Linked DNA regions of Gossypium hirsutum: regions 2 and 3 are each linked to region 1. The links are chromatin contacts, called in public Hi-C maps. All regions are on one chromosome and are shown on one strand. The core of a region is the stretch at or near the end of the contact, and the rest is flanking DNA. Distances in the headings are between cores, read along the strand shown. Region 1 has its middle 8.2 kb from the start of LOC121207715. Region 2 holds the start of LOC107937173 (ABC transporter G family member 28). Region 3 holds the start of LOC107937172 (phenylalanine ammonia-lyase G4).

What was found. A called contact is a pair of places that touch in the nucleus more often than the background predicts.
Region 2: a contact with region 1 is called in a Hi-C map of leaf, with 4 times the contacts expected there. The contact joins the promoter of LOC107937173 here to the enhancer-like site in region 1. A contact is called at or near these places in 4 of 34 Hi-C or Micro-C datasets (hypocotyl, leaf and petal).
Region 3: a contact with region 1 is called in a Hi-C map of leaf, with 4 times the contacts expected there. The contact joins the promoter of LOC107937172 here to the enhancer-like site in region 1. A contact is called at or near these places in 11 of 34 Hi-C or Micro-C datasets (anther, callus, hypocotyl and 2 more).

Annotation. Positions count from the first base shown.
Region 1 is chrA10:111,256,296-111,258,975 of Gossypium_hirsutum_v2.1, reverse strand. No RefSeq gene overlaps it. Among protein-coding and RNA genes, the nearest start is that of LOC121207715, 8.2 kb to the right of the region's middle. Within about 2 kb of position 1,350, at least 1 of the 9 cell types and tissues checked has an H3K27ac peak or open chromatin away from gene starts, as enhancers often do. A contact at or near this core is called in leaf, where this site is marked.
Region 2 is chrA10:111,161,001-111,163,680 of Gossypium_hirsutum_v2.1, reverse strand. LOC107937173 (ABC transporter G family member 28) reads right to left here and starts at 1,342. Exons shown (of 14, transcript XM_016870012.2): 1 at 480-1,342; 2 at 185-261. The coding sequence starts at 721.
Region 3 is chrA10:111,188,818-111,191,497 of Gossypium_hirsutum_v2.1, reverse strand. It overlaps LOC107937172 (phenylalanine ammonia-lyase G4), which reads left to right and starts at 1,302. Exons shown (of 2, transcript XM_016870010.2): 1 at 1,302-1,799. The coding sequence starts at 1,417.

The sequences.
Region 1 (2,680 bases), core at 101-2,600:
AAAACTCATGTCGCGATTTAAAAGAGTATTCCGTTATTTAGGTTAAAGGAGAAAAATCGAAACCCAATAAGTTAGGGCATGATTGTCTCGAATTACCAAATACGGAATATTACTTTTATGAAAGAATTATTATTGGGTTGGATATAATGATAATAAGAATAATATTAAAGTAAAGTAAACAATAATACTATATATAAAAATATATATATGTATATAATAGAAATACACACTACTATATAATAATAATAATAAATATAGAAATACAAAAAGCAAATATAATAAAAATATTAAATTAAAGTAATAAAAAAATACTATATATAAATATATATATACATAAAAATATACACTAATATATAATAATAATAGTAATAGCAAAAATAATGAAAATATGAGTAATATTAATAATATATTAGAATACAAAAGTAAAGTAATAACAATAGGGGTGATAATAATAATAATAATAATACAAACAAAAATACATATATATAATAATAGTAGTCAGAAATAAAAAATAATAGAAGTAACAATAATGATAGTAATAATATAAATAAATATGGAGAGGGCATATATAATATAATAATATAAATAATAATATATACATGAGAAATAATAATAATATAAATAATAGTAAAAATAATAAAATAAAAAAATAAAACAAAGCTCTCAACTCTCTTTCTCTCTCTTTTCTAAATCCGGCCGTTGGTCCGGTTTTGCTTCGGTCATGGACCCCCACGGGCCGCCATCGGCGCCACCGTTCACGGCGGCCGGACCTCAAAAAAAACTTTTTTCGGTAATGAAAATATAGGTAAGCTTCTTACTTTTATTTTTACTTTCGTATATAAAAAAAAAACAAAATAAAATTGAAAGGAAAACAATAAACAAACAAAGAACATAAGATGAGAATAGACAAAAGAAACCTCTTTTGCTTTGATCTTTGATTAATCTCTAAAAACTAGCCTTTCCAAAAAACAAAAATCACCCCTTCTAACATAGTCTTGAATGGCTTTTATAGCCAAATTTTACAAATAAATTTTTGTAAGCAAGTGGAGTGGTTGGGGTGGTTTAGGTGGCCAAGGTGGGCGGCCAACAATGGTGGTGGAGTAGGTGGCCAACAAGGGTGGTGGAGTAGGTGGCCAAGGTGGGTGGCCAACAAGGGTGGAGTAGGTGGGATTAGGATTTTTATTTTTTTGATTTTTTTTTGGGGTTGGGTTAGTGTTTTGGGCTAAGTTTTGAGTTTATAGTTGGGTTATGTTTATTTGGGCCCAAAATTGGGCTTGTACAGGTGATATGGATTTGGGTCGCACGTTACTTAAATCAAGCTATTTTCATCGTTGAAAAATGTTAGAATTAAAGTGGTCCATTAGAATTAGATCATAGAACCAGTTCAACCACAACTGGTGGCATGTAGGTTCGGCATTTTCTCAAAATTGGGTATAGATCGACTTTATCTAAAAAAAAAAAAATGGTTTTGTATTTTATTATATACTTTTCATCTCATTAAATTTGTTAATTTGTTACCTTTTAAATTTTAGTGGAAATATTTTTATAATTTATAATAAAGAAAAATTGAAAAAGATATTATAAATAATTTCTATGAAATAATTTTTTAAATATATTTAAGATAATTGATGTTAAAGTTTAAAAAAGTTCACCCTAAAAATGTCATCTGAGTTTTAATCAATTAATTTTTATAATATATGTTATTAAACTAAAGATATAAATTAATAAATAATTACTGTATTTAATACTTATTTAACATAAAAATTATATTCATCGACTTCTAATTAAGTTTTTATTCATCAATTTAATTATTTGACATCGTTGTTGTAATAATTTATTTATCGCTTTGTGTTAAACTTAAATTTAGATTTTTTAATTTCAAATTTGCCGATTCCACAGTTTAGTAATTATAAAAAAAGAGAAATAAACATAATTTTATAATATATTTTTATAATTAAATTTAAATAAAATATTTTTAAAGAGTAAAATGAATTATTTAAATGGATTTCGATGAACTAATCTGTTTTAGAATCGGGATTGAGTCTAATGTAGCTCAACAACATCTATGTTGATTATGAAAGTAAGAGATAATGTTGTTAAATTTTTATGGGAAAGTTATAACTTTTTTATGTTTTCTTTGTTTATTTATTCAATATAATTTTATTTTTTTTAACTAAAGTATTGAAATGCTTGTAGTTATACAATTTTAAAACTCTTACTTAAAAGTGGGTAAACTCATTTACGTAATCAATTAGAAAGAATTCGTAAAAATTTTGATCATTTTGATAAAACATTAAAATTTTTGATATGCATTTTTCCCAAACTACAGCAAAACCCCTAAAAGAAGCTGCATAATTTTAAAGATAAAAAATATGTGATTTCGAAATTTAATTTAATTCATATCATTGTAGTTTATTTATTTACAAAATAATAACATGTGAAAATAAAAGAAATTCATAAGCAGGCCAAGAACCAATTTTCGATAATGGTCTATTTAAAACCATTTGTGTTTTATTTTCTTCACTTAAAAAATGAGTAAATTAATCCTTCTACATTAGATCAAAAAGTAAATTGGTCTTTTTTGTTAAAAATTTTATCTATTTTTACTATTAAAAATTAAAATGGTTAATAGAATAATCAGACAGATATACGTGACCTACTATTGGTATCTCATTCTAAC
Region 2 (2,680 bases), core at 93-2,592, 95 kb after region 1:
CTTAAAGCAATAACTTATGTCAAGGCGGCATATTTTAGCAAAATAGTACTTGAAGAACACTGTCGAACTATGCTACTCCGAGTATCATGTCCAACATATCAAACACCTAAACCCCGAGTCCTAATTTCCTATAGCCACTAAAGAAAGAAAGCACTTTAATTCTTTGTAATTATAGATATTGTACCTTGAGTTTTTTCAATACATGAAGCCAAAAAGTCCAAATTTGAAGAAAAATTAAATGCTTTATTCCATTCAGCTTCCCTGAAATATAAAGACAGCTTCAATCTCAAAACAAGAACCAATTACATTGCATACACAAGTATATACATATATAAGTCTTAAGCATTGGGAATCACCAATTAGTTCACATATTCATAATCAAGAACAGGTCAATGCAATTAAGAGTTCTACAATTCAATTCAAGAACCAGACGATCAACATTCATAGCAATTGGGGAAAAAAAGAGGAGGAAAACTCACGGGTCCTTTATGCAGAAACTGGCTTGTTCACTGATATCCTTACTAAGAACAGTGGTAAGATTAGAAAGCCTGCTATTAACAAGGGTTGTAACAAGAGGAAGAACATCTGGGTTGTTCACTTCATAATCATTGAAATTTTGACATTGTACCATGTTTACCAATAAACTCAAAACTACAAAGCCCCAGATTGAAACTGACCATAAAGAGCAAATTTTTAACTTTTTCAACCCCATTTTCAGCATTTTGAAAAGAAACCCAACAAAGACACAAATTTATTCTTTTTGACACCCAGGATCAATATGAATGTTTGTAGCTAAAGAAAAATGTGAATGAAGAATAAAAAGGGATCTAGGGTTGGCTGAAAGGCCAAAGTCGTGGGATTTAAAGGTCAAACCTTTAAGATACTTTTAAGTAAGCTGCTTAGCCACCTTCTTCATTGAAAGGGGAAATAGAAAGGAAAAAACCTCCATTTTTAATCTTCCCATTCCTTCCTGGTTCATGTATAAAGACCAGGTGAGAACTAAGAAAGGCAAACGGAAGCTGGTGAAAGTGGGACCCTTGTAAGAGGAGACCTTGTCTTAAGAACTATTTGCTTTATTTGCCGGCTTTTAGAAACCATGACATGCTTGGTTGTGGTGTCCGGTTTTGAGAAGAAAACTGTTTGTAAAAAAAAAAAAAAGCCCATATGTTATATTTTATAGTATTAGTATTAGATACATATTTTATAGTATTAGTATTAGATTCTAAATTCCAAATCCCATACGAAAAACATCAAAAATTGATCTTTTGGAACTACTAGTGGTATACTAAATTATTGTATTTCTGGGTTTAAGAACTTTAGGACCAAACCAGGCTACTTGTTCTTGATAGTTTGAAATGTGGTATGACCCTTGGTTTTTGACCAAGTCAAGCCAACCATGGCTTACTCTTCGTCCATGATTGTACATCACATATTTCAGTTCATTTTTACCTTCTGCTTTGTCCTCAATGCAATTAATTGAGGTTTTGATTTCACATTGAATTTTTTGTCAGTTCATCAATATTAAGTACAAATTCATTGACTTGTATAATTATGGATTTAATTCAATTGATTCCTATAGAATTTTTTTTAAAAAAAAAAGGTATTTAATAGACTTCACTATAAGAAAGGCATCATAAATATCTAGTGTCATTTAAGATGTTATAAACATCTTTCCAATTTTGAGGTTATGAAAAATATGCTGTAATACTAATTTTTAGTTGTAGTTCTTTTTTTTTCCTTTTTAAGGAATTTTTTAGTTGTAGTTGTAACTTCATATAACTTCATTTATTATTTTCCAAATTGGTAAAAGTATCAAAGAAACCCTATATTAAAGGTGGATTACATTTTAGTTTCTCTATTAAAAAAATTAGCTCTTTTGTTAAATTTTTTGTTACATAATCTTTCATGGGTAAATTATAAAAATATCACCCAACTATTTTTTTTTTAGTCACTAAACTTTTCAAAATTAAATATTTTAGTCATTTTAAGCTGATATAGATTTTTTATTGGTCTAGTTACAAAATTATCCCTCTAATATTTACACATCTTATCAATTTGATCCTAAATATAAAAATTTAACAAATTTAGCTCTCAATGTTTACAAAATTTGTCATTTTAGTTCTAATTATAAAAAGTCAATAAATTTAGCCCTCAACATTTATAAAATCTTTCAATTTAGTCCTAACTTTGAAATTTTTAAAAATTCATTTTTTAAATTTAATTTTTAACTAGTAATGACAATGGGGTGGGTGATTTTTTACCCGCCCTTACCCATCGGCAAACTAGTGATGGCAATAGGGTGGGTGATTTTTTACCCACCCTAACCCCAGCCTGATGCTCTACCACCATGTCCCACCTTGACCGACCCCTACTCTAAAAAACTTTAACCTGCTCCAAACCCGAACTTGAAACTTAATAGTATACTCGACTTTGATCTAATTCAAACTGACCCAAGTTTTTTTTTTGTAACATTGTGATTAACATTTTTTTTAAAATGAAAGGTTTTGGCACCATTTCTTATTAGATTTGTTTAGTGATTTATCTTTGAAGTTATGTGCTAATTTATATTTACACGCATGTTGTGATTCCAGCACAAAAAGAAAAGAAGGAATAAATGATTTTTAATAAGTTATTAAATTAAGAAGATAGAAAATGGGGGAAATAACCTTACAACGATGAT
Region 3 (2,680 bases), core at 53-2,552, 67 kb after region 1:
ATTAATGTAAGTAAATACGATTATAGTTTCTTACAAAACAAACATCAATTTATTATTATGTACCCCAAATACATTGCAAGTTCCTTTTTATTATTACAAAATTCAACAAACTTTGTTAAGTTTCTCACACTATTTCTATCAACACACCAAGTTAAAAAAAAAAAAAACTATTCGGATAATGTTGCCGAGCATATATTACAAAATTAATAAATATATAAATAAACTTACAAATGTAATTACTAAGAAAATAATAAAACAAATTATTACCCTACACTTTATTTTTTTTAATTAAATGTATGATATTATATTACTTTATATCTGGTTCAGCTAATTAGACAATCAACTCTTAATTCTACTGGTTAAACAGTTGATTCAATAATAATTAAATAAATAATTAAAAAAATTAAATTAGTTTAATAAGTTGAATTATCAATTTTTTATCTTGATTTTCGATTTCTTATCGATTCACAAATAGTTTGGTTTATACTCGGTTTTATTTCATCAATCGAACTATTGATTCTCGATTCAATCGGTTGGTTTGATTTTGGTCCTATATCACCGTAACCATGTTTAAGATATTATATATCTATACTATATATAAAGTGTCTAATTGAAGTGGTTTCATAAGTCAACTCGATACTAATTTAGTTGTAAAATTATTAAAATACATTTACTTTAAAAAGTAATTAATATTATGGTAAGGGTATTTTCATACTTTTATATAATATTCAAATAAAACAATTTAAAAATATTATTTAGAAATCAAATACAATACAAATAAATTCATATAAAAAACTATTGCCACTCCAATAATAATCATTTATTAATATATTTTTACAAATATAAAATATTTTTATTCACCCACATCGTAAGTATGATAAAATCTAGTTTATATAATTTTTAAAAAAAATTATAAGTACTATCACAAACAAAATATATCTGGAAATAATCTACGTATGATAAAACTTAAATACGAGTAATAATGGCCAAAGTGGTAATTTAGCAAGCTAAGAATTGTGGGATGACGTTGCTAATTTCGTGCCTCCCCGAGTGCTCACCAACCCCCATTTCCCTTTCAATTAAAAAAGAAAAATGTTGGAACCATTGGAGGTTTATTAGACCATCCACCAATCAAGTACAAACAATTGTCAAAATCACAACCATCAAGATCCAACGGCCATATAATGTTCTCAACTAACCCGTCGGCCAACCCACCCAACACTCAATGTTCATCTCAGACATTTTTATTTATTTTTTTATTTCTTTTTTCTCTCTATTTAAACCTTGGAAATATTGTTCAACAAACTCAGGAATATTTTCACTTTCCCTGAAAATTTCCTTTCCATTTCAGAAAAAGAAAAGAAAAATCTTTAGTTCCAAAATTTCCCAGACGCCAATCATTAGCCATTTGAATCAATGGAACCAATGGAGTTACAGTTTTGTAATGGCGGAAACGGTTCGTCACTGGCCGACCCCTTGAACTGGGCTGCGTCAGCTCAGTCAATGAAAGGTAGCCATCTGGATGAAGTGAAGCGCATGGTTGAGGAGTACAAGAAGCCGGTGGTTCGTCTCGGTGGTGAGACATTAACGATAGCTCAAGTCACGGCCATTGCGAACCGCGACGTCGCCGTTCAGGTTGAGCTCTCGGAGGCGGCTCGGCCGGCCGTTAAGGCCAGCAGTGATTGGGTTATGGAAGGAATGAATCGAGGTACGGACAGCTATGGAGTCACCACTGGCTTTGGTGCAACATCTCATCGGAGAACCAAACAAGGCGGTGCCCTCCAAAAGGAGCTTATAAGGTAACTTCAATTTTTTCATTTTATTTTATTTTTTACCGTCATAATTCGCTGATTATATAAATTTTCATACGTTAATATTTATTTATATCATATCATATAAATAAATCTGAAAATATTTATGCATTAATATCATATCCATACTTTATTTTTTCTTTGTTCTATAATCGTTATTTATTTTTTCTATGTTGATTTCATGTTGGATTAATTATCTGAAAAATTCGAAAATCGAACCTTAAACATCATATTAAGGAGTTGTTCTCTGGTATTATTATTTTCACGTATCAAAACAGTACTATTCATTATTGGTAAAATTGCTATATGACCTTTTAAAATATTGGTAAAATTGCCATATGACCTTTTAAAATATTGGTAAAACTGCTATTTGATCCTTCTAAAATTTATAATTCAATATCAATTTTTTTGACTCAATATTCGTCTTTGATAATAGGTTAATATCTGACTTTGATTAATTTATAGACTTATATTATATTTTTATTTTATGATAATATATTTTAATTATATTTTCCGCCAACTTAGGTAACTAAAAACTAAGATCCTTTAAATAGGCCATAATTAGCACAACACTCTTTCCGCCATGTTTGGTAGTTGTAATTTCAGCTATATATCTCATTCATTAATTAATTATGTGAAAAACCCATGCACTTAGCTTTCAATTTTTCCCCCACCTCCCCTATACTTTTTCTAAAATTGTTTGTAGCTTCTTTTAAAAAAAAATCAAAATTTCCATGGAATAGAAATTTTAAAATATAAATAGTTTTTTTTATATTAATCTTTTTCGATAGGAGTCGCTTTTAGGAAGGGCACAAAATTTAATTTTGTGGGTCACTAGAAAAATATTGTAATTCAAATGGTTTTAGATT